Linked DNA regions of Mus musculus: regions 2, 3, 4, 5 and 6 are each linked to region 1. Evidence: chromatin contacts called from public Hi-C, HiChIP or PLAC-seq and promoter capture Hi-C data. All regions are on one chromosome and are shown on one strand. The core of a region is the stretch at or near the end of the contact, and the rest is flanking DNA. Distances in the headings are between cores, read along the strand shown.

Evidence for each region. Promoter capture Hi-C pulls out the DNA fragments that hold promoters and counts their contacts. A called contact is a pair of places that touch in the nucleus more often than the background predicts. HiChIP or PLAC-seq counts read pairs in DNA pulled down with a chosen protein or histone mark.
Region 2: a contact with region 1 is called in a Hi-C map of embryonic stem cells, with 3 times the contacts expected there. The contact joins the enhancer-like site here to the promoter of Osr2 in region 1. A contact is called at or near these places in 5 of 39 promoter capture datasets (the 3T3-L1 cell line, 3T3-L1-derived adipocytes, frontonasal cranial neural crest and 2 more), 1 of 484 Hi-C or Micro-C datasets (embryonic stem cells), 6 of 115 datasets of contacts at active chromatin or transcription factors (craniofacial prominence, embryonic stem cells and forebrain) and 1 of 9 other capture datasets (embryonic stem cells).
Region 3: an H3K4me3 HiChIP or PLAC-seq map of forebrain shows a contact between it and region 1, with 4 times the contacts expected there. The contact joins the promoter of Nipal2 here to the promoter of Osr2 in region 1. A contact is called at or near these places in 16 of 39 promoter capture datasets (the 3T3-L1 cell line, 3T3-L1-derived adipocytes, the HPC-7 cell line and 9 more), 3 of 115 datasets of contacts at active chromatin or transcription factors (embryonic stem cells and forebrain) and 1 of 9 other capture datasets (embryonic stem cells).
Region 4: a Hi-C map of uterus shows a contact between it and region 1, with 2.9 times the contacts expected there. The contact joins the enhancer-like site here to the promoter of Osr2 in region 1. A contact is called at or near these places in 11 of 39 promoter capture datasets (the C10 cell line, HPC-7-derived erythroid cells, cranial neural crest and 8 more), 4 of 484 Hi-C or Micro-C datasets (all in uterus), 13 of 115 datasets of contacts at active chromatin or transcription factors (bone marrow-derived macrophages, craniofacial prominence, embryonic forebrain and 8 more) and 1 of 9 other capture datasets (embryonic stem cells).
Region 5: a contact with region 1 is called in a promoter capture Hi-C map of the 3T3-L1 cell line, with 7 times the contacts expected there. The contact joins the enhancer-like site here to the promoter of Osr2 in region 1. A contact is called at or near these places in 9 of 39 promoter capture datasets (the 3T3-L1 cell line, cranial neural crest, embryonic stem cells and 5 more), 5 of 115 datasets of contacts at active chromatin or transcription factors (craniofacial prominence, embryonic forebrain, embryonic hindbrain and 2 more) and 1 of 9 other capture datasets (embryonic stem cells).
Region 6: a contact with region 1 is called in a promoter capture Hi-C map of pre-B cells, with 4 times the contacts expected there. The contact joins the enhancer-like site here to the promoter of Osr2 in region 1. A contact is called at or near these places in 4 of 39 promoter capture datasets (the 3T3-L1 cell line, the C10 cell line and pre-B cells) and 1 of 115 datasets of contacts at active chromatin or transcription factors (large pre-B cells).

What each region holds. Positions count from the first base shown.
Region 1 is chr15:35,293,779-35,298,977 of GRCm38.p6, forward strand. Osr2 (odd-skipped related 2) reads left to right here and starts at 2,320. Exons shown (of 4, transcript NM_001368665.1): 1 at 2,320-2,689. It overlaps Gm52178 (a long non-coding RNA gene), which reads right to left and starts at 2,256. Exons shown (of 3, transcript XR_003951500.1): 1 at 1,030-2,256.
Region 2 is chr15:34,564,947-34,570,145 of GRCm38.p6, forward strand. No RefSeq gene overlaps it. Among named protein-coding and RNA genes, the nearest start is that of Gm22208, 36 kb to the left of the region's middle. Within about 2 kb of position 2,530, at least 14 of the 459 cell types and tissues checked have an H3K27ac peak or open chromatin away from gene starts, as enhancers often do. A contact at or near this core is called in embryonic stem cells and stem cell-derived epiblast-like cells, where this site is marked.
Region 3 is chr15:34,676,083-34,681,281 of GRCm38.p6, forward strand. It overlaps Nipal2 (NIPA-like domain containing 2), which reads right to left and starts at 2,624. Exons shown (of 11, transcript NM_145469.5): 1 at 2,477-2,624. The coding sequence starts at 2,611. It overlaps 4930413F20Rik (RIKEN cDNA 4930413F20 gene), which reads left to right. Exons shown (of 4, transcript NR_045883.2): 3 at 1,961-2,119; 4 at 2,496-3,122.
Region 4 is chr15:35,873,751-35,878,949 of GRCm38.p6, forward strand. Vps13b (vacuolar protein sorting 13B) reads left to right here. Exons shown (of 62, transcript NM_177151.4): 45 at 1,812-2,075; 46 at 2,630-2,713; 47 at 2,892-3,067; 48 at 3,747-3,917; 49 at 4,893-5,094. The region is part of intron 2 of Gm41292 (a long non-coding RNA gene); the gene reads right to left. Among named protein-coding and RNA genes, the nearest start is that of Gm41292, 11 kb to the right of the region's middle. Within about 2 kb of position 2,736, at least 4 of the 459 cell types and tissues checked have an H3K27ac peak or open chromatin away from gene starts, as enhancers often do. A contact at or near this core is called in uterus, where this site is marked.
Region 5 is chr15:35,839,582-35,844,780 of GRCm38.p6, forward strand. Vps13b (vacuolar protein sorting 13B) reads left to right here. Exons shown (of 62, transcript NM_177151.4): 41 at 294-475; 42 at 1,668-2,017. Among named protein-coding and RNA genes, the nearest start is that of Gm41292, 45 kb to the right of the region's middle. Within about 2 kb of position 2,925, at least 7 of the 459 cell types and tissues checked have an H3K27ac peak or open chromatin away from gene starts, as enhancers often do.
Region 6 is chr15:34,773,833-34,779,031 of GRCm38.p6, forward strand. The region is part of intron 2 of Gm32970 (a long non-coding RNA gene); the gene reads right to left. Among named protein-coding and RNA genes, the nearest start is that of Kcns2, 61 kb to the right of the region's middle. Within about 2 kb of position 2,114, at least 22 of the 459 cell types and tissues checked have an H3K27ac peak or open chromatin away from gene starts, as enhancers often do. A contact at or near this core is called in pre-B cells, where this site is marked.

The sequences.
Region 1 (5,199 bases), core at 1,070-3,569:
ACTCGGACCTGGGGGTGCAGCTGGCCTGCGGCAGACTCGGCTTCTGCACGCCAGGACACCACGGCTCGTTTGGTGGCCGGGTGGGCCAGTTTTCTGCAACGAGGCTTATTGCAGGTCTGTCTACCTGGTGAGCCGGCTCTCTCAAAGCGTGCGGACTTGCCGCCCTCCCACCCCCGAGGTCTGAGCGCGGAGAAGTTCCGGTGCGGGTCCCAGGTGGCCGCCCAGCGGCCTAGAGAAGCTGCGGTTCCGAGCGCGCTCTACTGCACCTGCCCATGCCCGCTGCAGGGCTCAGGCCGCCGGGCCCCGCAGAACCGCGCTGCTACCTGCAAAGATTCTCGGAATCTATCCAACCTTTTTTTCCAGCTGCGGCGGAGCTCGGGCTGGGTTGGGCTAGAGTTCTTCCCAGGCTGAGAAGCGCGAGGTAAACGTGTTTACAGCAACAGGCTGGCTCAGGGAGCTTTCGGAAAGGGGGGTTAGAAATTCCACGGTTTTGAAAAGCGAGAGATTCAGTACTCAATACACACGGGCCCAAAGGTGCGAAGCCTGCTGATGCAGAAGTTGCCTCCACTTTAGTGCAAGGGAACTAGAAAGCACTGGCTCAAAGCTCAGGTCACCAACGGTGCGTGTATGTCCTGGGGGGGTCTGAATGTAAAGAAAGTTCCCTCCAGTTCTCTAAATTGAGAAAGGCTGTTCGAAGGAATGAGGTGGTTGGAAAGAGGGAACCGCAGGCATCCTGGGAGCTGAGGCTCAAGACCAAGCGCTAAAATGAAAGCACCCTATGGAACTCACTCGAGAAACGGTTTTTTAAACCCCCAACTCTTCCTAGGCGTTCTCCTGCGTCCATCAAATTTATTCTGAAGTAGTTAAGCACTACAGGATACTGAACACTCCAGTCTCTGTCCCAGGCTCACTTCCTAATCCTTGCGAACCTACAATTGGTGAAGATGGCCTGCTAGTCCTGAATTACGTTTTACCAAAGAAACGAAAATTAATATTCACCTTGACAAAAATAAAACAAAAGGCTTTTACCTTAATGGGATCGTTTCCGTAGTGTCTGCCTGCCTTCCTGCTTGGTCTTTGACGATTCGGCTCGGCTCGTAGCTTTCTGCTTACACCTATCCATCTCCTCACATAGTTGAGGTTATTGTAATTGTCCTTTGAGGGGGCGACCGAAAAGCATCTTTTGGTGAAACACGTTTGAATTGTACAGTTCCTTTAAAAGATCTATGGTTCTGCAAGCACCAGCTAAAGTGTCCTCAAGTGGTTTGGGACGAGGGACAGTTTGCTTAGTTCTGTTCCGGCGGCGCGTTGCGTCTGAAAAGAAGTTGCTTCAAGTGGATCTTATCGTTCCCTGACATCCTTTTCCAGAGGGACTGTAATACCCTCTCATTTACACGCTCACAAAACTAAACCTTTAGGAGAACTAAGAAACCTAACAGTACATGTCAAATTCAATCAATTTTCCTGGCGGCTGAACAATGAACTCAATTTTTGCTGAGAATGAAGATAATGCACGTTTTGAGGCACTGGAATAGTTTTTTCCTAAAATTTAAAAAAGATTGTTCTTCACCCATTCCAGATGGGCAGGTTATTGTTTGCCAATGGATTGCAGATGCCCACTCCTTTGCCTAAGTTGGTTAACTGCTTATGAAATGTACATTAGCTGATTAAAGCTTAGATATTGAAAGAAATTTCTCCCGGAACATCCAGATGTCTCTGCACTAATTATGAAATTAGTCAATTGTCACCTTCATAAACAAACTTCGTTTTGAAAACAGGGAGGAAACCAGACTACACACATAGTCACAATTGACCAAAAGTATGGGCAGAACTGTTTTACATAGGAGGAAGGGCGGTATATGCTGGAAAACAAAATCTAAAACTGATAGCTTTGGCCCTTTGAAGCAGATGATCATATTAAAAGTGTTAAGATGTGTAAAATGACGCGACAGCTAACCGAGTAAAAGTACGAAATGCCCTTTGGACTTCTCTGCGGGCTTGGGGGAGCAAAGATCCAGTAGTCGGACTTCTATCGGTGTGAGGAAAGTGTCATCCAAAAAGAGGGGATGGGCGTTGTCTTTGTGTGAGGTTTGAATTGAGTCACCTTGGGCTCTGTGTCTGGGTTAACTGGGAAAACCTCAAGCAAACCTGCGCCTTTAAGACTCAGTTGCTATCCAAACACAAGTAAACAGAGTGGACCATTAGCGGGCGCCGGGCTTGGAGGCGGAGCCTGGGCGCTGCAGCCTTGCTCCTCTGCAGGACGCCCGCCGCGAGGGGAGGCGGGGCCGCTACTAAAGCCTTGGACTCCGGGCCAGGGGCAGCCTGGGGCGGGACGCGGGCTGGGACGGAGCTCAGCGCGCTCGCAGCCGGAGGGTGATGGCCCTGCAGGGCTGCGGGCTCCGACTTTACCCGCAGTCCGCGGTCAGAAACTGGCCCAGGCACCGGGATCTGGGCGAGCTCTGAGCACTCATCCCAACACGCTCGCTCTTTACACATCCCGCTTCCACGGACTGCCGAAGACCAATTACCGCTGTCGCTTTCGCTCCCCCAGATCATGTTCTCGGTTCCCGGGACAACGCGCCGAAAAAGAAGTTCTCCCAGTTTGGACCTCATGACCTTTCCAAGCTGTGCGTCCTGCTGTCCGGACCTAGTCTGAACCGCGCTGCCCAGGCAGACATCGGTTCTGGCGGTGAGTGTCCTTTCCAGGGCCAGGCTGTAGCCTTCCAAAGGAAGGGAGGGATGTGGGTGCTCAAGGGGCGCCCAGGTTCTCAGTCTGGAGCGCTACAAGTTCAGAAAATGAAAGGCAGCCGTGCGGACCCTAGTCCCGGGCCTCGTGTTCTGGCCTCCTCCGGTCCCTGCACGCGACTCCCAGCTAATACACTCAGTTGTACTTTTGTGCGCTGTCCCTTAGTTTGGTTTTGGTAGATTTACGCATTCGGCAAGATTTATAAAGGCCGATCATCGTACTTTGTGGCCAGATCCCATCACCCCGTGATATTGCTCCCCTGCTCTAGAAAGCGGGATCCACGCTTCCTCCTACTGCAGCTCCGGCACTCAGCACGGAAGGGCCGGGACACACGGTGCAATCAAGCCAGCGACTCCGAAGGCGCATTTCACAGGGGAATAGTCCAGTCATGGGTGATTATTTTTTCCAACCGTGTACTGGCCTCTTGCTTTTCCTCCTGCTCCGGTCTTCGCCCAGAGGCCAACAGGCAAGCTTCTCAGGAGCTGAGACGCTTGGGTTGTCGAGAAATAGCTCGGAATGGAGTCGCGGTTGTAGGAAGGAGGCAGGACAAGGTGTTTGTGGAGGCAGCAACGCTGGATCGGTCTCCCCACCTGTGAGCAGAGAACAAAAGAGTTCTGACTGCTTTCGAAGCGAAACTGGGTGCAGACAGCAACTTTCTCTGCTCCACAAATTCCAGTCTTGAACAGAACAAGAAAATGAAATGGAGAGGGAGGGAGCGGAGACAAACCCAGTTTATGCGGAGGGCGCCTTAATTTAATTAACTCTTCGGGAAGGCAGAGGCACGGGGAAGGGGCAGAAACTTCGTGCCCCCCCCCCACTTGACCAAATTCTCCTCCCCCACCATGATCGTAGATCTCTTTCTACTATAGCTCTCTGGCTTTTACACAGTTCTGCTGTGTTTGAACTGAAAATCAGCGAACATAACCATTCATCCATCTGTCATTTTACTCAGAAGCCCATACACAGGGTCTAGCAGATAACGCCGAACGATATTATTATTATTATTATTATTATTCAATGTAACATCACTATTACCAACGATTGGAGAGTCTTTATCAAATAATCAGGACCCCTGTGCTCTCCAGTGTTTTTAAAGTTTTACCAAACTGAAATTAATATGTACTTTGCTGACAGCCAGCGAAATTAAATTTTACAAATCGTCTAACATGCCTGAGAATTCCATTGAAAACCGATGAAAGAAATGTAGCTTTCTCTCCATTGAACCGTTTATGACTTTTCATGGTTTAACTTTCCTCGCAAAATTAAAGGTAACCAGTGGTCCGAAACATGCTAGTGGAGAGATGACAGCAGAGGGCCCATAGTTAGTGCCTGAGATGGAGTAAGTCCGCAGCCCCAACAAAACGAAAGTACCTTAGTTCCATGGGTTGACTTGAGCGATGATTTGACTTACATTGCTAGAGACTAAACAGGGGCGTGGGAATCTGAACTCTCTGGTTATTTATGTTTGGTAGGTGTTTAAGGGCACTCTATTTGTAAAGAGATATCAGAGGGCAGACTGGCTTGCTCTTCCTCAAACCAGATGACTCTTCCTTGCAAAGAAAGCAAACTTTCTATGAAGTGGCAATTTGGGAGTAACAGAAATTATAAGTCTCCTTTCTGCAGTATAAATCATTGGGAAGAGAAGAGTGGCACTCGGATTTCTGTAGACAGAATTAAGATTGTGACCTTTATGGCAAAGTTAACTTGGAGCATTTGGAGTCAGAAATCATCAATTTTTATAGTTGTTCTGTTGTATAGTTGTTCAACAGAGCCATCCTGCCACCTCCGTCTATTCTGAGAACCATGCATTGCCTCCTGCATTTATTTCTAAGAAATCTAGACTGAGAATAAATCCAGATAATCATTTTGATTTCCTCTCCATGCAGGAGAGAGGCTGCCTTTCGACACTAGGGGGAAAATGGTTTGACTTTCTGGAAAATCCTTATTACCTACGGAGACGGAAATAAAGATGAAATTTATTGTTTTTAATTGAAGAGTAAACAGTGATGTTAGTAGAATCTTCCTACACACACACACACACACACACACACACACACACACCATAGGAGAGGGGTTCAGTGTTGCAGCTGAACAGCAGTGAATAGTGATTTGTGTGGTGGGAAAGTTATTACTAATGGGAGTTTACAGTTTCGGTTGAATGCTCTGACTGAGACCCTCCGACTGTTAGACACTTCTCATTAACTCCCAGCCTGAACGCCCAGACCACATACCACCAGGCAGAAGCAGTTCATTAATAAATCTCTTGTCTCCAAACTGTTCCAAACAGTGGAGGAAGGAGGGAGTCCACGGAAGCAGCTAGTTTCAACCTTGCGAGAGCGCTGTGTCATAGCGCAGCCCTCTAAGCCTGCTGGCAGATAGAGTCTCAAACAACCCTTCATAAACGCTATGGGGCAGAAAATTCGGTGCAGAAAGGATTGGGTGGGCAGGGAGAG
Region 2 (5,199 bases), core at 1,280-3,779, 730 kb before region 1:
TTGATTGATGGTCTTCCTGTGTGTTCACATGGCCTTCAGCATTTGTATGTCTAATCTAAACCTCTCCTTTCTAATAGTAAGGGCACCAAACATACTGATAAGGGCTTACCCTAAAGCTCCACCTATACCAGAATTACCTCTTTAAAGCCCTTCAGAAGGTCTCATTCTGGCAGTGTGGAGTTGGGAAACGCAGCACATCTCATCGCACTGCCTCCCGGTGAGGCTGCATGGCTTGGGGCTTTGCTCCATTTCTCTTCCTCACAAGGACAGGATGGTTTTCCTATTGATGTTTTTGGAAAGATATTTATGCAATTGTCAATTTTTAAATTATGAAAATTAAATGAATCTACCTTTCTGTTTCAATCATTCTTCTAAAAAAAAAAGGTTAACAGACATGGGTTTATTCTCAGCAATTTTCTGTTGATAAGCTGTAGTTCTAGTGTTCAGAGCGTCCCTGGCCACAAGGTACATTTTTTTCTTCCATTATTAACTTCAGTGTGGAAAGTGAAGTTGTTCTCACTGCTTTTGTAATGGAGACTACATGAGTATTGTGTGGGTTGTGGGAAGGGCCAATTACCAATCTGCAACAAAGACCTGTCGTCTTTGGCCACGCAGAAATAGCTCATTCATCACTCTGTCCAAACATGCTCGACATCCCAGTGGCTATAAGAAGGGACTCGCAGTCATGCATGTGTGTGTTATATCCAATGTCTTGGGGTGGGGGGTGGTGGCACTGCTCAGTCCTTTTGGGTAGCTTTTCCTGCCCAGCCTGGGTGTGCCAGGGGTTAATTCTGATGTCACTTGTTCACATTGTTGTGAAGTGGAAGAGTGTTGGTGCCAGGCACAGGTCCCAGGTTCCCCAGTCCTTTCACGTTTGTGTCATGTCTCCTACATCTTATTCAGAAGCTCTAACTTAATTAGCGTTCTGTATAGACAGGACAGTGGGAGGTCAGCAAGGGCATATAGGGAGCATATAAGCAGCAGCCTGTCTATCTCTGAATAGTGCTAGAAACACATTGTGACTGAACCCAACCCCCAAGTGAACTTGCATGTAACAAAAGGTGGGCGGTAGAACCGTGGAAGAAAAAACAACTCTAGAAAACCCAAACTGGCTTTTTGTGTTCCCTCAAGAAGGGCTCTCTAGCCCCTGGCCAAGGAGACTCTGGAAAGAGTAAACAAGAAGTGCTGGAAGCTGGTTTTGTTTGGTGCCATCTTTACTTTCCCTTGTTTCAGTGGAAAATGAGTGTAGATTCCAGGCTGTCATTCCTCAGCTATGGTTTGGATGAAGGTCTACTCTGTGGAGACCTTGGAAGGTCAGGAGCTGAGCCCAGCAGGAAACAGGTGGTTCACTTTAGATAAGGCTGTACAATGTTCAACCAGTCCACTGTGCCTGGAGACAGATTGCTGTCCTTTACAGGTCCAGTATGCTGTTGTGCCCTGGGTAGCAGCAGTGTCCTAGGCTGCCACTACAATACCCCCATACCCAAAAGGGAAGATAGCTGCAGAATGCCCAGATCCCTGGAGATAGTGGAGAGTGAGCAGTTGGAAGGGAGGGCTCCAGGAGACTGATATACACCATCTAGTCCAGAAGGCAGAGCTTTAGAATTCCTAGCTTGCAGTGTGTGGTGGTGGTGCTGGTGGTTATGCTACTGCTGCTGCTGGTGGTGATGGTGCTGCTGCTTCTGCTGGTGGTAGTATGTTGGTGGTGGTGGTGCTGCCGTTGCTGCTGGTGGTGGTGTGGTGGCAGTGCTGCTGCTATTGGTGATGGTACTGGGGTTGGGGGTAGTATTGGTGCTGCTGCTGGTGGTAGTATAGTAAAGCTTGCTCTGTCGGGAGGGGCTCTTCTTACTCTCATTAATTTACTTCTCTAGTTTGTCTTGACCCACCTGCTTAGCTGTACACTCTCTGGTAGACAGGATGGTGGGTCCTTGAAGGGTTCCTTTGTTGTTGCATTCTGAATTCTAGCTGCTTTTTGACTGGGAGACTGATCTTTCTCTTTTCACTTTGAAGAGGGTTCCCCTTGTGCCCCACATCCTCGGCATCCCTTTTTGTACCAGCGCTTTCGCTTAGCCATGCCTGAGCCATCTTTAGATAGATACATGAGAGACACTAAGCCTTTAAAAACTAATGAGGTAATGTTCATTCAGATTAAGCCAGGCAATCTACCAGGGCTCTCTGGTCACATTTAAAGGCTCCCCTTTTCTTATCTGAATACTGCCTCCTGTGCTTGTTGAGTTCCACTGTTTTTGTGGTTTGAACTATAATCTGAGACAGTGTCCATGTTTATGGTGCCTGAAACCACATTTAACTGTTGTTTTCTAGGCCCAGTGTAGCCACCTGCGGCCATGTGAACTGGGTTCCCTGAAAGGCGGGCTGGGGCTGAAAGAGATCAGACATAGAGAAAAGAATGAGGCCAAGACAAACCTTTCTGTTTAAAGCCTCTGAAGTTTACTGAGAGTCCGTGCTTATAAAGAGGGTAGGCCCATCCCCCGCCAGCCCATTTTTGGTGCCTGGAGCCAGCTTGTAGGTGATCTATAGGGTGTGTCTCTGGAACGTCTCAAGGACCTTTCTGCAGGAAGCAGAGTCTTGGAGATGAGCAAATAGAGCCATCAAGGTCAGAAGGCTCTACCTGCTGCAGACTCTCTTTGGTCCCTGTCTGCATAGAACAGATCTCTGGTTGCAGATGGACAAGGAGTCAGCGAATGACAGACAGACGCAACACAAGAGGTTGTGTAGAGTCTGAATGTATTTTCACAAAGTGAACACCAGTCTTATATAATACAGAAAATAAAGGGGGTAGGATGTCACAGCAGGCAAAGTACATTGAAATTACCTGGCACAAAACAAAGGAATGACTTCAAAAGGACTTACAGGAACCAGGTAATATTTACAGTAAAGTTAAAACCTCCCTGCCTAGGGTCAGCTAAAGACAGGTAAGGATTTCACACCCTAGTCACAATTTGTGCTACTCCTTTGAGCCTTGTGAAAGCTAGCACCAGGGGGTTCTGCTCTAGCAGACCTTCTCATGAATAATGCAAACCTCCTATTTCCTAGGCCTCGATAAATTCTTGTATGAGTGTAACTTTTAAGTATCTGTGGAGAATCTCCATTTGTCAGAAGAATTCACCAACTTGCTTCTAATATGCAGTATAGCCTGCTATACCTGGCTGTAGTGAAGATTCCTGTCTCAGTGGGATTCCCCAACTCTTTCATGGTAAACCCACCTATTCGCTAGACCATAGTGTATTCCCTTGTCTGGGTAAGACTGGCTATTGTCCTAAGTAATCACTCTACAGACCAGCCCTGAGCTATTCTAGCTCCATTCTTTGTAATGCCTAGTTAGTTTCACTGTTTCTACTAGAAGTAAACTTGAATGTTACTGAATAGATGACATTCTCACTGAATTCCTACTGAATTCCAAGTTTGTCGGCTTCAAGGATTTTCTAGGATGTTGGAACACTGGCGAAGGCTTAGCTATGTCAGAATTCAATCTTTAAAGGCACTTATACTAAAATAATACTAAAAGAGAGCACGTGGATCCATACACCAGACTAACGTGGGGGTAGGGTATGAGTATATGGGTTATGAGAACGCCAATATTCTAGGAGGTGAGTTTCTCTGAAACTCTTTGCCTTGTGAGTGCTCCCAGGCCTCTTGGCCTGCCAAGCAAACTTCACTAGAGTATGCATAGCATCTACCCTAGGTAATCTCCTTCTTAGTGGCAGCAAGGTCAAAGTCTGGATCAGCCTGCTTCAAGGCTGAGGGAGGCTACAGCCCAGTGAGCCTGTGAATATTGGGCATTTTTGGTGTCCAGTAGTCCCCTCTTGGCTGGCTGGGGACTGAGTGGGTGTGGTTGTAATGTGTGCCCCTAAAGTGTGTGTGTGTGTGTGTGGGGGGGGGTGAGCTGCACACACCTGTGGTCTCCAGAGCCAGGCTAGGTCCCCAAGAGCTCCCTAAAACAGACCTCTGCTTCACCCAGTCTGCTTTTCCTTTCTCCTGTTGTATTCATTCTACTACTACATTTCCACAGCCACGGGGAACCTGTCTCACCATCATATCTTCCACTGTGCTCAACTAAAACTTGTGAAGTTGTGAGCCAAATCAACCTTTTCTCTTAGGTTGTCTCTACCATAGGTTTGATGACACCAACTAGAAAAGTGACTAATGTGTGTGTGAACGTTCATATCTGTGAGTGCTGTGCTACAGAGGCCAGAGGTGAACATTAGGTGTCCTTTTCAATTTTGGGGAGGCAGGATACCACACTGACCCTGGAGCTCATTGACTGGTAGACTGAACTCAGGTCCTCATGCTTATGTGACAAGCATTTTTATTGGCTGGGCCATCTCTCAGTCACTAAAGTCCTAATACTATATTCATATCCATATTGCGTTCTTAGATATGAAGCAAATGCCACCATTTTCTTCTCAAGTCTACTCCAAACTTTTAAATGTACATCAGCTCCAGTCACTGGAGGCCAGTGGAGGGGCCTCCCCATGTTACCAGCATATGCAGAGTCTGTTTGCTGAGGTTTTCTCCTATGTTCTGGCGCTTCAAAGACCATGTTGATCTGTATATTTATTTTCTAGGTCACTGCAACAAATTGTCATATGCTTGGTGGCTTGAAGTAACAGAAATAAATATATTTCCTTCTTGAGATATAAATCCAAATCAAAGGTTAAGAGGCTAGTGCTCCCTGTGAAAGGAGACTCATCCTTGATCTCTTTCAGGTTCACACGGCTCCAGGAATTCTCTGTTGTGATTTCAAGACCCTCATATCTGCCTCCATTTTCAAGTGACTGAGTCTGGATTTCCCCCTTTTCTATCTTTTTAAAGGATACCTACTACCTTTAGAGGTCGCCTAAGAAAACCAGGCTGATGTCCCTCTAAGAACCTTAATTGTTAGGGCCAGGGAGATTGCTCAGTGGCTCAAGCTCTTACTGCACACATGAGAGGATGACAGCTCAGAACCGCAGGACCTATGTAAGTGCTGGGGTATAATTTGGTAATTTTAGAACTTGGGGAAATCCCCACAGCAAAAGACTAGCCCTGCCGATGAGTCCTGGATTCAAGTGATAGACCCTGTCTCAAAAATAAGGAAGAGGGCAATCAAGGAAGACTCCTGCCATCAGCCAGGACCTTCCATATACAAGTGTGTACCTGAACAAACGTGTGTACCTGAACATACATGTGAACACAAAC
Region 3 (5,199 bases), core at 1,374-3,873, 620 kb before region 1:
AGCCCTATTCCCACATTTAGTCTCCATTTTCCCTAACTGCCACATCTACCATTGAGTCTGGTCCACAAACTGTAGGCATGGAAATTCCTAGAAAGTGGAGCTGTTCCTTGTCATCAGGGTTTCCCTTTCCTAAAATGTCCTCCACCTGAACATACTTATCATAAAGACCTACCTATTCTTAAGTGTCCAACTGAATCCCTGACCATCCAGCTGAAAGCTACCTGACTGTGGATTTCCACTGGCTTTTACACCACTCACATGATACCACATGCCCCATTTTTGGAGTTACAGACATCTTCCTAGTCACCTAATAACATTCCTGAAAGAAAGGTTTGGGTCTCAGACCACACTGAATATTTCCATAGTGCTTAGGAACATTAATTAGCCTTTTGTCATGAAAATGTGTGGACACAACATTATCGTGCAGGCAAAACTCTGTCACACCTAACCTTCCATACCAGCTCCCCACCTTTCCAAGTGGGACAGGATCTCAGTGCAAACTGTAGTGGTTTCTTAGCTACTCGCCCAGGGTTACTACTGTTTGCTCTGAGACTTTCTGCTGCAGGCATTCTTACGTCAGTCTCTGGCAGCACTGCTTCTAAGTGGCCACTGTTCCATGAAAGCTCTTTGGGGGCAGCAGGACTTTTCAATGGAGGAAGGCTACTTGATAAGACCTGATGACAATCACTGTGAAAACACAGAGAGCTAGCTGGGCAACCACCAAAAAGAATCTGTGCAAGCATCTCAGATATGACAGAACTGAGGGAAACATCAAGAAGCCAGTCGATCCCAGGACCAATCATGAGTTGTGGGGCATGGGGGCTCAGACCTCACACTTGGTTTTTCTGAAGTGATAGGCCATATTCAGCCATCTCTCTCTTCAGTTAGTATCAGAAAGGAAAAGCTAGATTCCATTTATTTTTACTGTCCTGGACAATACTAGTGGCACTTGATAAAATGTTTGTTGAATTGATTTTAAAATTCAATTTGTACTTTTCCTTGAAACAAAAGTAATTGTCCTTTCAGCAACAGCAAAAGGCTAAAATACCATGGCTTTTAAGATGGCCTAACTCTGCACACTGATGAAAAAGGCTGACATCGTCTTATCTCAACCAACTGCAGCTAACGTGTCAGTTTAGGAGTTCCACTTAGCATCTTCTGGACACACCCTCCTGATGTACAACTGTGTACTATAAAGAGCAAGTTAAGCCTTGCAAACATCTGTGTCACATGATAATCTGTGCTTGGGAGAGCCAAGACAATCAAGAATTCCAGGAAATGTTTAAGAAAACTAATGACTACATAAGTTCTCTAGTGAAAACAATGGTTTCCTGGTTTGGATGATGCCTGGGTGGGTCACATCTACTAACTCTCTAATATTTTACCAAGAGCAGACCATTCATTCTTAAACTTATATTGGAAATGTGTCTACTACAAGCATAACATACACTAAGGAAAGTCTCTTCTTTGTAGTTCCACAGTGGAAGCAAGGAGAGTCAGTCAGTGTCTGAGCAATGCCCCTGCCCCATTTTGTTATCTTTTGTGACATAACAGTTTTAAAGCCATAATCTTTCCTGTGTTGAACATTAAAAAGATGATCTAAGCTTATTTATTCGTTATACAAATCACCTCCAAGTTCAGAAACAAACATTTAGGATACTTTTCAAGCATAAAAAGGATCTCTTTGATTAGTGGTTAAATATCCCACTGAGGACAACAGTAACAAAAATTTATGGCCTTATTCTTGCAAAGGAAAAAAGATCTGTGGCTTTGTTCATGCACAAGAACAAAGTAACAGGCTTAGGAAAACTAACGCAAGCCTGAAAGATCAATCACTTGCCCCACTTAGAGGAATATAAATGCTAGGGAGAGCTTTGCTTCTCTGCCTGATCTTAGGGCCAGCAGAGGGGGTAGGGGACACCTCCGATCCTCTTTGATGCTCTTAAATTTATATTGCCAGCATAAACCCGTGGTGTTTGGCTGACAGCAGCGAGCAATGAAGTACTGCAGCTGAGAGTATCTGGGAAGGTTGATGCTGAGATTGCTGGGACCTTGGAGACACAACTCTGCACAGAATTGACATTGGGAGCCCCTTAATGAGTTTCTGCTTCTGAGAAGGGTAGCACCATTTTTTATTTTTTAACTGTGAAAGGAAACTGGCCTGAAAAATAAGTGGAAATCCACCTCCACCGCCTTGCAGGAGGGGAAGAAAGCTGGGGGAGGCGAGGTCCTTGGGGACCCAAAGGCCCAAGAGTGAGACCAGGGAGCAGCCTGGGGGTCTGCTGCTCCGCCGAGGCCGGGAGGGGGGAAGGGGGCGGAGGGGATGGGTAGCCAAGTGTCAGCGTCACGTGTCAGCTCTACCCACTCGCCCAGTCGCGAGCGCGGAGAGCTGGCAGGAAGGCACCGAGGCCTGGCGCCTCCGCGGGGCCTGCGTGGAGCTGGCAGGCGGCGCGCTGTGGTGCGCGGGCGGCCTTACCTGGTTTCTGCGATACCAGGCGCTCGACAGCGAGCCGTTGCCCGGGCCTGGTGCCCAGTATGTGAAGTTCCGAGACAGCTCGTCTAGGACGGCCGAGGCGTCGTCCTCGGGGGCTGTGCGCGCCGGAGCCGCCATGAGGACTGAATCCACGCGCTGGGACTCGGGCGCGGCCCTCCCGTCCGTCCTCCCGCAGCCGCAGCCACTTCCTGCCCGGCGACCCGGCGCCGGCACCTGGCTCCTGCGGCACGCAGGTGAGGTCCGGGCTCGGCCCAGTTGCCGCCGCTCCCTTCTGGGCCCCGGTGCCTACACCTGTCAGCGCAGGAATGACATCATCTCTTTTGCCTCTGGGATCTACTGTGCACAAAGCAAATGTTTGTCCAAGTGCAGGGAGAAAAGGAGCTATCCATTAATCTAAAGAGTGACCGGCACCCTTGGCAGTTCCAGTTCGCGCGTGTAAAAGGTTTAAAATGTTCCACATATGGAAAAAAGAAAAAGCCATAATCTCCCTCTCCCCAATATTGGGCACATTGTGAATGAAGAGCCCAGCCACAGAGTGACCATTAGGAACTATTCGAAGAATAGAGAAGAGATATCCTATGGCAGCTGGATAGGCTGTCAGATAAGTTCATAAAGAATTGCTGAAACGTTGTCAGCTGCCCCATATGGTGATTTAAGTTGAGTCAGAAATGCTAAGAACAACCTTAAGTACGCATACTGGATATTCTAGTCTGACCGGTTTTAAACTCGGTTACACTACAAATGATCTTTGTCTTGTCTGTCACTTTGAACATTCTGTGATTTTTGTGTTATTACATGAAGTGTCTACACTGGGAATTTGTTTTCAAGACACTGAGACTCTTTAAGCTATGCACTTTAAAGATAGGGGAGAGAGGAAACAAGACAGGAAGAGAGGAGAGGGGAGGGAAGGAGAAGAGAGGAGAGGAGGGAGAAAGGAGGAGGAGGAGAGGGGGGATAGAAGGAGGGAGGGAAGAAGGGAGAGAGGAAGAGAGAGAGGGAAAAAGGGACCTGGGAGAAAGCTGTGATGATTTCTTAGGGGAAATATGTAAAGCAGAGAAGAGAGTGTAAGTCATTTCAGACGCAAAAAAAAAAAAAAAAAAAAAAAAAAAAAAAAAAAGGCAAGTCGTCCTGACAGTTGTGTTGGTTCTTGCTTGAGTAAACAAAATGTTAAGTCAACAATTAATAATTGTAGCTAACTATGTTCAATTTAAAGAAACGAATTTATTTCAATTAAATACCCCAAAGAAAAATCAATTCGCTATATAAATTTCATTAATTTCATAAGTATATGGTGCTATAAATCGAACCCATTGCCTTTAGATGTTAAGCAAGCACCATACCCCTGAAACACATGCCTGCTATGTGATTCTAGGACACTCCCATCCCTCAGCTCTGCCATGCCTGGGATCCGCATACTCTTTAATGGAAAATGGTTGTCCAAGAATCGCCAACCTCCACAACCATCATCTCTCCTCCTTTGACCCCATTGGCTGGGAATAAGTCACATGCCTAGCTTTACTTGCCAGAGATTTTGGGGCATTTCCCTCCTGGAGAGTAGTATGTGAGGATAGATGAGGAGGGGTGGCAGAGGGGAACTGGCAGAGCTTGGCACAATCACTCCTGAGTATTATCTGTCAGCCAGATTGTAAGTAGGCATGCAGGCAGGCTCTAACAAGCAAAATACTAAACAGATCGACCTTCCCCATCTCCAGGGACGTTCACAGGTTTGTGCCTGCTCTGTGAGACCTTTATGATCAGGCCCCCATGCTCTGTTGCTCACAACTCAGAAGCTTCTTCACTTCTTAACTTAGAAAATCAGTTTCGATCTCTTTATATTTGTATAAAACCTTTGGAGAAAGAAAGCACTTGATGGAGAAACATGTGAAGCCTACGTGCTGTTGGTTAGTCGATCGATGGGTTCCAAGATGCGGCTGCCATCACTGCTGCTGCCCTAGTGTGTGTGGGTGGTTGAAACAAGCAATTCGTGACCAGAGTGCCTTCCCACGGGGTTCACAGGAGGCGGCAGGGATGCGTGTGAACTATTTTGGTCCCAGCCCTGTAGGTGGAGCTTCGAAGACTGTTCCTGCTTTTGTTGGCCTCTGCCTCTTGCAGGGCTTCTTGGGGGCGAGGCAGATTTCATTTCAGTCTCTCAGTTCTTGGTGCTACAATCTAAGGGCTGACTTCTTGTTAATTCTAGTGCCACATCATTTGAAGCTGGACTTCACTTAGCACTTGAAGAATGGGTTCCATTTGGTCCTCCTTATTTGGGATCATTTAATTGCAGAATTAGTAAAACTTTAAAAACATCATTTTTAGCAAGACACAGTTAACACTAGTGTTTTGTTTTTTGATTTGTTATCATGATTATTATTATGACTATTATCACTATTATTATTATTATTATTATTAGTAGTAGTAGTATTTAACAATGAGCATCTCAGAATAAATGGAGGGTTCAAGGTAAAGATCAGCTCCAGTATCTCACTTCCTATATGCAAGTGAACTACAGAGTGGAGATTTTAAAGAGAACCTTACAAAAAGAGGCTTGACAGATTGCCTGTATTCAGAGCCTGATAACTGCTTGTTTGCTGTGTGACTTTGACACAGTAATTTTGTTTCTCTGAGCCTTTCAGTCTTTTACATAAAAGGAAGACAATGAGGAACAGGAGAGATGGCTCAGTGGTTAAGAGCACAACTTGCTCTTT
Region 4 (5,199 bases), core at 1,486-3,985, 580 kb after region 1:
GGGAATCACCGTTTAGCACCTGCAGGGCAGGTATCTGGGTACCTTTGATACTTAAACCAACTCAAAGTGTTTTACAGCAAGGGAAAAAGACAGTCTTTGAAATGAGAAAGGAAATAATGGTGCTTGGCAAGTTTGTGTTCCTCTTTCCTGTAAAATCTAAATTGATGAGTATGAGTAGGTGTTAGGTTTTTAGGATGCAAGCTTATTGGGGCTGTCTTCAGTATAGACTATGGGACAGACCTGCAAGCTAATCAATGTCAACATACTTGTGTTTTCGTCTTGTTAAGGAGAATCACAGCAGCACCTAACTGAGTTAGGGTTCTCTATCAAAACAGAGCCAATTAATAATATGAAAGAATCGATTGTTAAGTTATTCAGTTGACTGACTGATTATAAATCAGTTCCCATTACAGAAGTCCCAGACTCTGCAGTCAGCAAGTTCAAGTGTCAATGTTCAGTTCTAGTCTGACCCTGAATCCTCAGAACTGGCAGAGCTACCCAAAACTAGCAACTATTTCCATTTGAAAGAGATGGCTAGGATCAGTGTCCCTGTTCAGGCAGCAAAATGTATGCCCTCAGACTTAGCACTATTCACATTGAAGGAGGGACAGTCTGTTCTACTCAGTGTGCCTGTTCACATGATAATGTCATTTAGAAATGTCCAGGATAAATACCATTTGACTAAATGCCTAAGCAGTCCAATATCCAGTCAAATTGATACATTAAAATTGATTATCATACACTTAGGCCCATAATAATAATATATGTGTTATTGATATTATTTTATAATCTGAAAAATAGCACAAATAAGTTATAAAGCTTATAAAAGTATTACATTAGAGACTGGGGTAGTAGTTCGGTAATAGTGCACTAGCCTGGGATGTGTAAAGCCCAGGGTTCAATCTTTAATTCTATTTAAAAAAAACCTGTTTTCCTTAGTCATGGTGAATATTCATATTACAGAAGGGTTTGCTTTCTAAAATATTAACTGTGTAAGAATAAATTTTGCAATATCTTTCCAATTTCAGTCAACTCAAAAATATTTCTTACTACCTTCTATGGTTTATAGTCTTAGCTGGTTGCAAAATTAGATAATCCATGGGTTTAAAGGAAACTTCTATGTGTTTATTTTTAAAGTTGTATAGTTCTACAATGTAGAAAAGCAAAATATAATATAATTCTGTATTTCAATCAAAGCTCATTTGTATTAGTTTCCACCAAGATCTCTTAGCAGATAAGAGAGCTGTTGGAGAGCAGCCTCAGGGAGCACATGATGTCAGCTCCTCTCACATTACAGAGTGACTGGCCTGCTTCTCATCCCATGCGTGGCAGCTTCTGTAGCCGTTGTCAGCACTGACCACCACCATCTCCTGGTCAGTCACCTCTCAAGACATGAGCAAAGTTCTTCCTACAGGACCCACTTTCTGCCCCTTCTCCAGCCTTTTGCTTCTCACTGAGTGTACTTAAGGTGATTGGCAGGCTTGCGCCTCCCTCTACCCTGTCTGCCAGGTGAGCTACGCACTGACCTGCTTCCACAGTTTTTATTGCACACATCTTTAGCTCAAGCACCTCACCATTTCCAGCTGCTCACTGGTTCCCAGCCTATGTGTCCCCTCTTTAAATATCATCAACTGTATATGATCAGAACAAAATTCATTTTTTTTCTTTAAAGACTCCTTACTTTCGCTGTCATACTAAACTGATGACTTCATCTGTAATGAACATCAGCATTATCTCCCAAAAGAATACATATTTCTGGTTAATGACATCCAAATTGATGAACCTTTTGTATATTATGTATCATCTTTTAGATTATCATCTGCGGAAGACAGATCATCTGTAGCTATTTGTCTCAGAGTATAGAACTGAAAGTTGTCCAGCATTACATTGGTCAAGATGGACAAGCTGTAGTTCGAGAACACTTTGATTGCCTCACAGCCAAACAGAAGTTGCCTTCGTACATATTAGAAAACAACGAACTGACAGAGCTGTGTGTGAAGGCTAAGGGAGACGAGGACTGGTCAAGAGATGTGTGTCTGGAACCCAAAGCCTCTGAGTATAGCACTGTCATCCAGGTATGAGAGTCCCTGATATCTGGAAAAGAGTGACTTTAAACACAGAAATGTTCTCATTGTGCATTTACTTTATGTAGCCCATACTTTGTAATAAAATCACAACTGGTTTATGCAGAAAGTGAAATCTAAGAAAGAAAACAAAACAACAACAACAAAAAAAAAAAAAAAAACTGGTCAGTGATTCCGGCAATGGCTCCCGTCTCTGGGCTTCCCAGAGGTGGGACTGGAATCTTGACCTCCCCACTTGAGCATCTTTGTGATGATTGATGGTTTTTAGTCTCTGTCTGAATCTTCACCACCTTCATCTTCGTCCATTTAAGAACTGGATCTCTTCATTCTTCCCCCATCTCACGTCACTATCCATGTGCAGACTTCTTCACCTTTGCAGAAAGGAGTCCCTTTTCATTTTAAGTCTGGTTTTACTTCCTTAGTATTCCTAGTGGCTTTTTCCTGTAACTGTAACTTCTTTCATCATCTAAACTGATACTCCGTATATTTTGCTTAATTATCAGGCTGTTTTGGATCTTACAGGGCCTTTCCTATCTCGTGTGCAGGTGCCTACTTCAAACAGTTCCATTATTTATGTGTGGTGCACAGTTTTGACTTTGGAACCCAACTCTCAAGTTCAGCAGCGAATGGTGAGTGCTTTCCCAATCCTGAGGCATGGTGTCCAACACTGACCTTTCCTGTTCTCAAATGAATAAGGTCACAGTGACCCAGGGAGGAGATTTATTACACGTATGTTTCAGCATCAAACAGCTGGAATACTGCAACAAAGCAAATATGAAAGTTGTTTCTGTCCTTTTATTTTTATAGATCGTGTTCAGCCCTCTCTTTATCATGAGAAGTCATCTTCCAGACCCCATTATTATACATTTGGAAAAAAGAAGTCTGGGTCTGAGTGAAACACAGATTATTCCAGGAAGAGGGCAGGAAAATCCACTGCAAAATGTCGAACCTGACCTTGTACATCACCTGACATTTCAAGCACGGTATGAGCAAAGCGGATTTTCCCAAGAAGTAAAGTAGCCTCAAGCTGTTCTGGTTACATGGTGCAGCCTTACTTACATTCTGACCTGAGAAAAATGTTAAGTAAGGCTCTACATAGAATCTGGCCGTTTTCATTAAGCTTATAAATAACCAAGTAGAATCATAAAATGTAATTTATTTTAGATTTTATTGACACCTTCCTGCAGAGAAGAGATGACTAGAGATCTCACCCAAGCATGGGTATGTGGGAAGAAGAGCCAGGACACAGGCCATCTAAAAATTGTGTCATAAATCTCCAACTCACTGAAGGGAGAGAGGGAGGGAAGGAGGAAGAAAGAGGAAAGAGGAGGGAGAATACCCCACAGAACAGTGTGAATCTAACTACATTTCTAGGTTTTGTTTTTTGGTTTTTTTTTTTTTTTTTTTTTTTTTTGGTAAATTATAAATTACTTAAGCGGGCTGGAGAGATGGCTCAGTGGTTTAGAGCACTGACTGCTCTTCCAGAGGTCCTGAGTTCAAATCCCAGCAATCACATGGTGACTCACAACCATCTGTAATGCGATCCGATGCCCTCTTCTGGTGTGTCTGAAGACAGCAACAGCAACAGTGTACTACTTATATATAATAAATAAATAAATCACTCTTAAAAATCTGTTACTGTTTTCTCTTTTCACTTCCTAGGGAAGAATATGACCCTTCCGATTGTGCGGTTCCCATATCAACAGCCCTCATTAAGCAAATAGCCACTAAGATACAGCCTGGAGGCACAGTTAATGAGATGCTTGATGAGTTCTATGGGCCAGAAAAGTCCCAGGAGCCCACTTGGCCTTACAGTAACAAAGATTCTGACAGGTGACATTCTTCATTCGTTTTCTATATGTACTTCTAAACATTAAGAAGCCTCCCAGAGCTCTGTCTCTAGCTGCATATGTAGCAGAGGATGGCCTAGTCAGCCATCAATGGGAGGAGAAGCCCTTGGTCTTGCAAAGATTATATGCCCCAGTACAGGGGAATGCCAGGGCCAGGAGATGGGAGTGGATGGGTTGGGGAGCAGGGCAGGGAGAGGGTATAGGGGGCTTTGGGGATAGCATTTGAAATGTAAATAAAGAAAATATCTAATAAAAAATACTAAAAAAAAAAAAGAAAAAGAAAGAGAGAAAGAAAGAAAAGAAAAAAGAAAAACACCATTCCCAAGCTACTAGCTTGCTATTGAGACTTTTTATTGCTGGCAAGATCCCCGAGTACCATACCTTGCAGGAGAAAAGACTTTGTCTCACAGTTCCTGAGCTTTTAGTCCATTATGGGAGGGAAGGCAGAGCAGAGGAGCCCCTGCCATGGCAGCCAGAGGACAGAAGGAGAATGTTTTTGCTCCTAGCTTTTTCTGTCTTATTTTTATTTCCTCTCAGCCCCAACCTATTGGATGGTACTGCTCACATTCAGAATTAATCCTCTCTTGAAACATCTTCATCACTGTGCCCAGAGGAATCTGCTATGTAGTTCTCAGTCCAGTCAACTTTATAGTTTGATTAACCCTTATGCTAGAGAGAGTAAATGCCATGGAGCAGAGCCTTTGAATGCATCGGATTCTGATGTCATCTAGTTTGGTTTAGCCTAATGGATGCTTTTACTCAAAGAGGAAAGCATCATTACGTGAAAAGCTGCTTTCTCCTGCTTGCAAGTGCAACCCTGGGTGAGGCTGCTGTGCGCTGCTGTCCTGCACAGTGGCTTCCTGTGGGAGCATTGTGTGTCTGGAATGCTCAGACATACTGTATAAATCCTGAACTCATCATAGTTCACTGAGTCACTTGAATGTGTTCTTTGGACCAGGAATGAGCAGCTGAGTCAGTGGGATAGCCCAATGCGAGTCAAACTGTCAATCTGGAAACCATATGTTAGAACCCTGTTGATAGAACTGCTACCCTGGGCCCTGCTTATCAATCAGTCCAAGTGGGATCTCTGGCTGTTTGAAGGAGAGAAGATTGTTCTACAAGTTCCTGCTGGCAAAATTATTATTCCTCCTAATTTTCAGGTAAAATAACTTAAAACTAGCATATTCTTTTCTCTCAATAACTAGATTATATTCTGAGGTTACACGTACATCTTAACAGGATGAATTCCTTATGGAAAACTGACC
Region 5 (5,199 bases), core at 1,675-4,174, 550 kb after region 1:
ATCCGTAAGTTTTGCAAAAAGAGTATAGGCAAAAATTGGATTTGATCTAAGCCAGTATGAGTGGAGGCTGAAAAGTAAGTTGAAAGTTTTCTGCAAACAATTCAAATTATTTGTAGAATATTCAACATAAACTGAATTTAAAAGTAAAAGGCTTTTATGTGATAGTAGTCCATGAGAGTTGATGATCAGTATATTGATTGTAGGGGTTTTTGTACTGGCTTTAAAGGCCTGTTTTAGAGACACTGTGCTTCTCTGTGGGATTGAGGATGCTGAATGTCTTTGGTTTTCCATAGTTCTGCAAGTGAATCCGGTTCTCAAAGCACTTGTGAACCACTTGTAACTCCAACAGCCCTGGCTGCTTGCACCAGAGTGGACTCGTGTTTTACCCCATGGTTCGTCCCATCCCTGTGCATGTCCTTCCAGTTCGCTCATCTGGAATTCCGTCTTTGCCATCACCTGGACCAACTAGGCACAGGTATGCATCGCTTCAGCATCAAGAGAACACCTACTTAGTGCCATTCATTGTGGTCCTGGGTGAAAGCCTAAAGCCTAAAACCTAAATTCCCCACATGGCATCTCACAGTTCTCAGCATGGGCACTCCAGGGTTACTCTAAAGCTGATATAGTGCAGCAGGTGTGGCCCTACTCCTCAGTGACATATGTTCTAAGAGAATTTTTAAGGAAGTATATTTTGTTTTGTTTTAGCTGCAGGTTTTACTGTTATACCAATTAAAATCTTAAAAAAAAAACATATATTTTCATCTGTATTCTACATTATTGGAAAATAGATCCCAAAAGAACTTGATATTTATGACCTGAGTTCAAGATACCTACTCTATAAAGATGGGCACATTCTCATTAAATTACAAGACTCATATTTTTACACATTTAAAAGGAATATAAATAAATCCCCATGTAGCAAAAGTAGGCTCCTTTAAATTCCCAGTGTTATTTGAATAATTATTTCTCAAGTGTTGCATTTAGTCTCAACCCTTTTCTAGTTAATTCAGTTTGATTTAGGTTTTTTCTTTTTTCTTTCTTTCTTTTCTTTTCTTTCTCCCCCCCCCCCCCCCCCCCGGTTTTTCGAGACAGGGTTTCTCTGTGTAGCCCTGGCTGTCCTGGAACTCACGCTGTAGACCAGGCTATCCTCGAACTCAGAAATCCACCTGCCTCTGCCTCCCAAGTGCTGGGATTAAAGGCGTGAGCCACCACTGCCCAGCTTGATTTAGGTTTTAGGTTCTCAACTGACATGTAATGGAGAAGGTGAGATTAAACTCATTTTAGCTGCTGTTAAGCATCTTCTTTTCAGCAAGAATAGAGTTGAAGCATTTTCTAGAGTCATGTTTCTGTTGCTTTAGAGATTTTGTTAGTAGACAGAGATTTAGATGGTTGTCTTCTCTTATTCATTACTGGGATCAAACGTTTTTTATCTATGGAAGTGAAAATAACCTTTGAGCAATATGCGTTTGAGACCTGATTGAACAAAACAGTGTATTTTCGGATGTCAAATGGTACTTCAAAAAATTTAACATTTTAAAGCAATTGTTTAAATCTATTAATTTCAAGTACTAAATTTAAGAACAAAGTGAATCATTTAAACGTCACCTCACTTGTTTCCATGAAGTATTGACACATCTTAATTGCCACTTTTCTTTTATTCTTAAAAGCTTCACCACAGTACCTACAGCCATTCATTTCTGATAAAAATGTGCCATCTGAACTGGAATACATGATCATTTCCTTCAGAGAACCAAACCTGCATCTTCGGCAGTGGAACAGTGGTCCTGTCTGCCAGGAGATCAAGTTCTCATCTCAGATGGATTGTAAACTTCTGGAATGCAGAAACGTCACGATGCAAACTGTGGTGAAACCCTTTGGCATCTGTGGACAGATGGCACTTTCCAGTGATGGCGTGCAGAAGCTGCTGGACTCCACCGTGATAGTGGACTCTGTGCTTGTCAACTTCGGGCAGCATGTAGTTCATTCCTTAAACACTGCAATACAAGCGTGGCAACAGGTATGCACACCCCAGAAGCATTTATAGTTTGGCTGCATGCGATCTTTTTACTGTACACTCCGTGTTACCACTTAATTATAAGTTAAACCCAAACCCAAATGTGAGGGATGAAGGGTTTGAGGGCACCACTTTGTTTAGAAAAAGTGATGCAAGTGTTCTCTTTACAAAGCTCTGGACACTGTGGCTTGACACTGATCAGAGTCATGGCATCTGCTTAGATAAGTGATGCAGAGTTCTCTCTACAGACTCTGGAGACCGTGGGTCCACACATGTGTCAAGGTCATGCCATCTATTGAGGGCCCAATCGACCATATCTGGGTGGAGAGTAACTTATTCCCAAGACTTTTTTTTTTTTAATGTTGTGGTTCTATTTAACTAAAGCTTCAACTTTGGTAGGTACCAGACTGTCTGAATGTCCACTGTAGAAATTAAGGACTTAAATTAAGCTTTCTAGATTTTCAAACAAAAACATGAATGAGCCATGGCCTAGAACCTGGAAGCAGAGCATTCTTGGTTTTCCTTTGCAGACATCCTATCTTTTTGATTCACTAGAAAGCACTGCAGAATGGATTCTTATATTCATAGAGAATTGTAATAACTTTACTGTTTTTCTTGTATCTTTTATAAGAAATTACTCACATTAGAAAATAGATAGACTATAAACTAATGGTGAATGGCATACTTAAAATGGAAAATGACCTGTGTCTGCAGAATGGAAACAGTCCCACAGAGTATTTGGATGATTACACAATAAATCCCTTCTGCATTTGTGCTGATTTTCATTATTGCCTTCACATTTAGTCACCAGTTACGCTAAGACCTGTGTCGCCATTTTGTGCGTACTCACACACAGTTGTAGAGACGGCTTCCCAGAGTGAGTCTTGTCTGAGTTCTTTCAGCAGCAGGCACTAGAAGCTATGGGAGGGTGTTTGCTCCTGGAAAGAACCTTCCTGGGGACAAGGAGGAGAACTTAGGGGGGATTTTATGAGAATATCTTGAGGATCTTTATGGAAACAATTTTATGAAATAAATAGTTCTAAATTTTCAAGTTCTCTAACCTAAAATGTTTATGAGAATTAGATTTTACAGACATAAAATTTAACGTTTGCTTTATATGCATGAAGACCTATAGAAGACTAAAGAATTAATTGCTTAACGTGGTACTGCAATAGCAAAGGGAAAGAAGATAACACATCTGGTTTGTATTTGAAGTCTTTTTTAAGGGCATTCCATGGTTTTCATGTTGCAAAGGACATGCGTAAAATAAGAGCTAGTGTGATCGAAATCTTTGCAGCTGGTTCAAATAGCAATGTGAAAAAAAAACTTCCATAGCTCCAATTTCTAGCTTCAATTTTTTTCTGAACAATGCATTTAATAAAAAACAAACGTAGAAAATAGAGAATTCTTGATAGAACATTAAAATCCAGGACATTTTTGTCTTAGTATCAGAGCTTTATAAGCAAACTCATATGTAGCAACTACTGCAAAATGGCCTTCAAAATATCAGTTTCTTACAGAGAAAAAATATTCTCTTAGACACAGCTATACACATAAATAAAATCTGGTACATAAACATTCAAATGTCCTAAACCTCGTCAGACTGTGAATGCCCGGCTAGCACAGTGCCTTGAAAGGATAGGCCATTAAGTAGAGCCATGTGTCACACAGCAGATTGCTGACAGGTACATTCTATGAATAGTTGCTTCTGATTTATACAGGAATTTGGCAATGTTAACATGAGCCACAAGAGGATATGCTTCTGTAATTGTTGCTATAATTTTCTTGTTTCCTCCCCTGTCAAGGGTACTTGCCACCAAGTTTTAATATGGTAGGCATTGGACCCTGTGTATGCTAAAGTAAATATGAAAGTATACTACTTTGAAATCAGAGGACGTTTGCCATTGAAACAGGCTGATAAAGGCTTCTGTGCTCATTTTTTTCTGTCCTGAATGTGATTTATTGTCTCTAGAAAGAAGTTTATTCTGAAACTTGAATTTTATTATATGTTTAATAATGCTGACATATACTATAGTTATTTACAATGAAAATAAATTTAATGAGTAGAATAAAACATTTGAGTTCTCCATCTAGTTTTTAAAATCATATTATCAGGTATGAAACAGTTTGGTCCTTTACTGTCACGTCATAAGTTCAAACTTAACATCGCCTTTCATTGGTTCTTGATTTCTATGGTTATAGAACACTCTCTCCCGACCCCCCCACATGCATACATTTGTGTGTATGTGTGTATACCACTTTTTTTTTTTTTGGTTTGTTTTCTGTGTCAATTTTCCTGGTTTGAGCAAAATAACATTTAAAAAGAGGTACACTCACATCTCTTATTTAACAAACGTACAGATAACCATGTAGTTGCTTCTTCAACATGATATTAACTTAAAGTATGAATAAGCCATCTTTTAACTACAAATTCTTACAAGCATTCTAGGACTCAGTGTAGATGATGTCATATAAAGGAGTATAAGCTTTTTAATATAACAGAATCTAAAACATTCCAAGAAATGTTGAAGTTTATTATAGTTATAATACATTCCATAGATGAAGAAACATTTGAGAAACATCTGAAGACCTCAAATGTTCTTTAGAAAAATATAAGCAACCCCCTTTTGTTCCTTAATTTATATTTTCTTCCTTAAACCCTCATCAGTTTTAGGGATGAGGAGAAGATGTGATTTTTTTCAACCTCTAGCTGATAACTTAACATCTGTGTTAAGATTGATCCCAATTCATTGTGAAAAGTACACTTTAACCTCAGGATGTATAACTGAGTGGGAATTGGAGCCGTATCCTCTCCTTCATGGTTTTACTCTCTCATGGAAAGGAGACAGAAAGGCTTACAAGGAGTGTAGTTTATTTTGATTATATTTTGATTATATAATACCAAGTGGAAAAATCTCATCAAAACTAATTACACACTGTGATTCTAGTTGATTAAAGGTTTTAGATAAATACATTAAGTAGGATTGGATAAAGTAGGCACATAGCAACAGCCAGGAGATTCAGAAGGGGAAGAAAAAAAAAGATTGCCTGAAGAATTTCATTCCAACTGTGACTGGCAGTTATATCTGAGCATAAAAATTGGATATTTAAGTTCACTTTTAAAATAGTTTTTAGTTTGTACAAAGTCACATGCTTTACCAATGTTATTATTAGAGTTAGGCTAG
Region 6 (5,199 bases), core at 864-3,363, 520 kb before region 1:
TTCAAATGTTATCCCCTTTCCTAGTTTCCCCTCTGAAAATCCCTTATCCCCTCCCCCTCCCCCTGCTCACCAACCCACCCACTCCTGCTTCCTGGCCCTAGCCCTATACTGGGGCACATAACCTTCACAGGACCAAGGGCCTCTCCTCCCATTGATGACTGACAAGGACATCCTCTGCTACATATGCAGCTAGAGCCACAAGTCCCTCCGTGTGTTTTCTTTGATTGGTGGTTTAGTCCCAAGGAGCTCTGGGGGTACTGGTTAGTTCATATTGATGGTCCTCCTATGGGGCTGCAAACCCCTTCAGCTTCTTGGGTACTTTCTCTAGCTCCTTGATTGGGGACCCTGTGCTCTGTCTAATGGATGGCTGTGAGCATTCACTTCTGTATTTGTCAGGCACTGGCAGAGCCTCTCAGGAGACAGTTATATCAGGCTCCTGTCAGCAAGCACTTGTTGGCATCCACAATAGTGTCTGGGTTTGGTGGTTGTTTATGGGATGGATCCCCAGGTGGGGCAGTCTCTGGATGGTCATACCTTCAGTCTCTGCTTCACACTTTGTCTCTGTGACTCCTTCCATGGGTATTTTGTTCCCCCTTCACGAAACACATGAAACTCAAGAAGAAGGTAGACTTTGCTTTTTAACTGAAACCTATTTGTGAGTTATCTGTCCCAGAAGGAAGCCTGTTAGCTCTAGGAAAGCTAACTGACTTTTACACTTCAAACACTTACAGGGCTAATCAGAATTTGTATTTTTATAAGTCAATGAATGAAACAAGATAGTAGCAATCTCCTTACTGTCTTTTTGTGTCTTGTTGTAGAATATTAACAATATTTGTGAAGTTTTTCATAGGTTTCTGTTTATTAGCAGAAGAAGATCAAATGTGTTTTACCCAAGGAATTTCTTTCATTCATTTTTCTTTTCTCCTCTCTCTCTCTCTCTCCTTATATTCTTTACATTCTTGTGACAAAGTTTGTGAGCCTGTTGGGAAGTTTCACTGATTTTTTTTTAAATCAGTATAGACTGATAGATAATTGAACTTTATTTTGAAGCTTTTTATTTAAGAAACTCAGATAATTTAATGTTTCCTTGAGTGATCTCAAATTTGTATCACCAGCAAGCAGCATGTCTGTCCTGTGTACCCTTTTGGTAAGGCCAGAAAGGTTTTGGGATAAAACCAGAACTTTGGGCTGTGGATGGACTGACCAGGCAGCTCCTGGGACCAGCTCACTGAGGCCTGCTTGTTGCTACAGCAGCAGATACTAGACTATGTGGATGAAGATAAGTCTGGGTCAAGGAAACTCTTCAGACACTAAAAGTAGAAGGAAATTTCTGGAAGGGGTTAGATTTTTTTTAAAAAACGAAAACAAAAAGGAAAAGGAAAAGCATGGTTTGACCAGGACATCCCTACCCAGTAATAGGGTTAGACAGCTAGACATAATGAGGAAGACGTGGATAACCTGGTGGTCCTGAGGGAACAGAGGAGAGGGCCTGTAACCCTAGGCTGGTGAGGCCAGCTGTCAACATCTATCACAGTGATCTGAGAAGGGTAGGTTTTACTGCAGTGAGCAGGAAGTATGAACCATATAGCCACCATATCAATTAAAAGTGGCAGAAACTTAAGCTTGCTGCACCACAGAAGTGTGGTGATCTCAATGGCCTTGATAGGCGCTGGGGTCCCAGGGAAGCATCTGTTTTTGACTGCCAGACCCAGAAGCTCCAAGAGATTTTCCTGTGGAGGAGGAATGTGGGGGACTGATACCTACCTTGGCAAGAAAAAGGGTAGTCAACCTACAGCATCCTGCCTGTCGACAGTTAGGGTAGGGTCCTGGTGACAGGCAAAGTCCAGGGCAGTTCTTCACCCAGTGACCAGTGTTTATGCCTGAAGCATGTCTTATATGGAGTCTGCTTGTGCCCCATTTTCTCTGGAGGTGGCCTGAGGCCTGCTGCCAGGAACTGGCACTTCTGTCTATCACAGGAAGCCTTACCGTTCTTTCCTGTTCCTCCTTTCCGTTAAACACCTTTAACACTACTTCCAGCTGTGCTCTCTGAGGGTTTTGAGGGTCATCATGTATGTTTTAAGTTCTCTTCTAATAACAGGATCCTGAGAGAGGAAGTGAAAGTTGAGGACAAGCATGCCCTCTTGAGAATTAGACTCTAGCATGGTGTGCTGAAGGAGAGTCAGGCAGTGAACTCAGCAGGATTCTTATCTGGCCTCTGGGTAACCTCTTTCAGTTTGCCAAAATTTACCACCCTATGGGAGGCTTAATGTATCCTTGAGTCTGAAAAGGGAAAGAGATTTGAGAAGGAAGGGCGAGAGGAGTTTTGAAGGGTCTAATTTTGAATGAGGGGCGGGAGATTTAAGAAAGGGCAGCAGTAAAGAATTCCCTGGGCCCAGCAAGGGGAGGCAGGAGACTTAGGAACTATTCTTTTTTTCTAAGTCCAGGTAGTGGGGGCTGTGAAAAGAATCCCACCAGAATGAGGGTACCAACTGCATGTCTAAGTGTGAGGAAAGAGAGGCTGTGGAACTCTATTCCTATCATGAGGATAAATGGAGACACGGAGAGAGCACCATGGTAAGGGGTAGGGAAGGGCAGTAAGACGGAGTCTCAGTTCAAGGGTATCCTTGGGGGACCAAGCTTTGTCAGAGAGATACCCAGCATCACAGCGGACAGGCATCCTGTCCATGTAACTGGGGTGCCTAAAAGGGCTTGGGAGGCAGCCTGGCATACCAGTATGGATTCTGTTGAGCCAGAGGGAGGAAAATGGAAGAAGGGAGGAAGGGAGGAAGGGGGTGGGAGATAGGGAGGAGGTGGAGAGGGAGAGGGAGAGAGAGGGCAGGCACTCAGTAGGTAGGGAGAAAAGAGTAGTAATAAAATGTAAAGAGAAGTAACCAAAGAGACACACTCTATATTTGAATATGGTGGGTAGAAAAGGCCAGCAAAGGCAAATGATCCATGCCCAGGAGAGCCAAGTCAGCAGTTTAGTTTGGTTATAGTAAAGATTTTAGGGGTTCAAGTGTCTTTCCCAGGTTTGGGTACCAAATGTAAATGAGGATCAATGAAACAGCTGAACTAGATCACCTCGTGGGTAGAAAAGACAGTCCATTGGAAGAGAGACTACCGCACTAGCTCAGAGAGGAAGAGCAAGAGCCTAGTGGGAGAACAAGTGCTGTATGTGGCCGTCAGCAGGGTGGGGGACCTGAGCTGGTGCAGGATGTTCAGGTTGATTGGGAACCACATGCAGTTTGTCTCTATCTACTGACTGTTGGGGCCAGAGAAGGGAAGTCGTGACTTTCCTGACAAATAGAAATACACATGATGAGGTTTCGGAGGAGTGCTGAATTTGGGTTTCTGTTTATCTGGTATCTGGCCTGGATCAGGCCTGGACTACCGTCTTAGGACATTGTCTTCAAAACTGCCATTTTGGGGAGCCTGCCACTCCATTCTTAAGAACTAGAGAACTCTGTCAAACCTCTGATTGTGTGTGTGCATGCATGTGCACATGTGTGTTTACAGAACACTGCCCCCTCCCCCACGTTTTGAGCCTTACATAATGGTTCTGCTTCTTAACTAGAAATAGTTCATTTTCCACCTCAGTCAAATGAAAAATGCGTAAGAGGACTGGATAGGAACTCAACAGGTAAAGTTATCAACTAAAAGCATTTGTCAGATACATATGAACCAGAGTATGAGCAGACATGGAGCAAAAAGGAGCACTAGAAAGTGCCCATTGTTGGAGATTGGTTCTAATTCAATCAGGAATCTGCATGTCCAAGCGATAAAGGTCCTTGTCCCCAGTTGGGTTTTGATAGAGCAATAAAGGAAGATGCCAGTGGCCAGTGGTTGGGCAAAGTGAGATGGGGTGGGTTCCTTAGAATTGTGTTGGCTAGGACACAGGAGGAAGGAGATAGAAAATCGCCATGACTCAGGGTAGAAGGATGGGACACAGGAACTGCAGGAAAGACAGCCAACCAGCCATGTGAGATTTCAGGTAAGCGGCCACTGGCCAGTTCCCCAACTGGGTAGCAGGGGAGGTTTAGAAGTGCCCAGAATTTGAGGTAGCCAAGGCATTCTAAAATTAACTGGTGTGTGTGTGTGTGTGTGTGTGTGTGTGTGTGTGTGTGTGTGTGTGATAGCTCCTGGGCTGGTGTGTGCATACAACCCACCAGGAGCACAAAGTGGTGTAGCAAAAACTCACCACTACAGTCCATGCTGCTTTTGAGGACTACTCTAGCTCATTCAGCTCAAAATATTCTGACATTACTGCTAGTTCTTAAAGAGCTCCTCTGGGAGGTTTTAGAATAAATTTGACATGCTAGTGTCTTTATCTAAACACTGTAAGATGGACTCTGCTAGAAGAATATGAACAAGCCATGTGGAATCTCACCAATGTTTTCTTTATGACTTTTCTTCAGCTCGCTCACTGTTAATGGAGCTGCTTGAGTAATGATCTTGCAACAAGGCAGAGTAAGGTTTCTTTTTTGTTTTTGTTTTTGTTTTTGTTTTTGTTTTTGTTTTTGTTTTTGTTTTTGTGATGGTTTGTATATCCTTGGACCAGGGAGTGGCACCATCTGGAGGTGTGGCCTTGTTGGAATAGGTGTGACCTGGTTGGAATGGGTGTGTCACTGTGGGTGTGGGCATAAGATCCTCACCCTAGTTGCCTGGAAGTCAGTCTTCCACTAGCAGCCTTTGGATGAAGACATAGAACTCTCAGCTTCTCCTGTGCCATGCCTGCCTGGATACTGCCATGTTCCCACCTTGATGATAATGGACTGAACCTCTGACCCTGTAAGGCAGCCCCAATTAAATGTTGTTTTTTATAAGGCTTGCCTTGGTCATGGTGTCTGTTCACAGCAGTAAAACCCTAACTAAGACAGTTTTCTTTTCGAGACAGGGTTTCTCTGTGTAGCCCTGGCTGTCCTGGAACTCACTCTGTAGACCAGGCTGGCCTCCAACTCAGAAATCCACCTGCCTCTGCCTCCCAAGTGCTGGGATTAAAGGCATGTGCCACCACCACCCAGCTCAGAGTGAGGTTTCAAAAGGTTTGAAATAACACTTCTGAGGTTGGGTAGTTTGTGAGTGACAGAGCTGGGTTTTGCTTGTAAATTCACTTTTTTTCTCAAAGTTGCCGACCACAAGGGTTTTAAGAATCAGGGCAAGGACAGACAGCAGAGAGAAGCTAGCAGGCAGGAATATTAA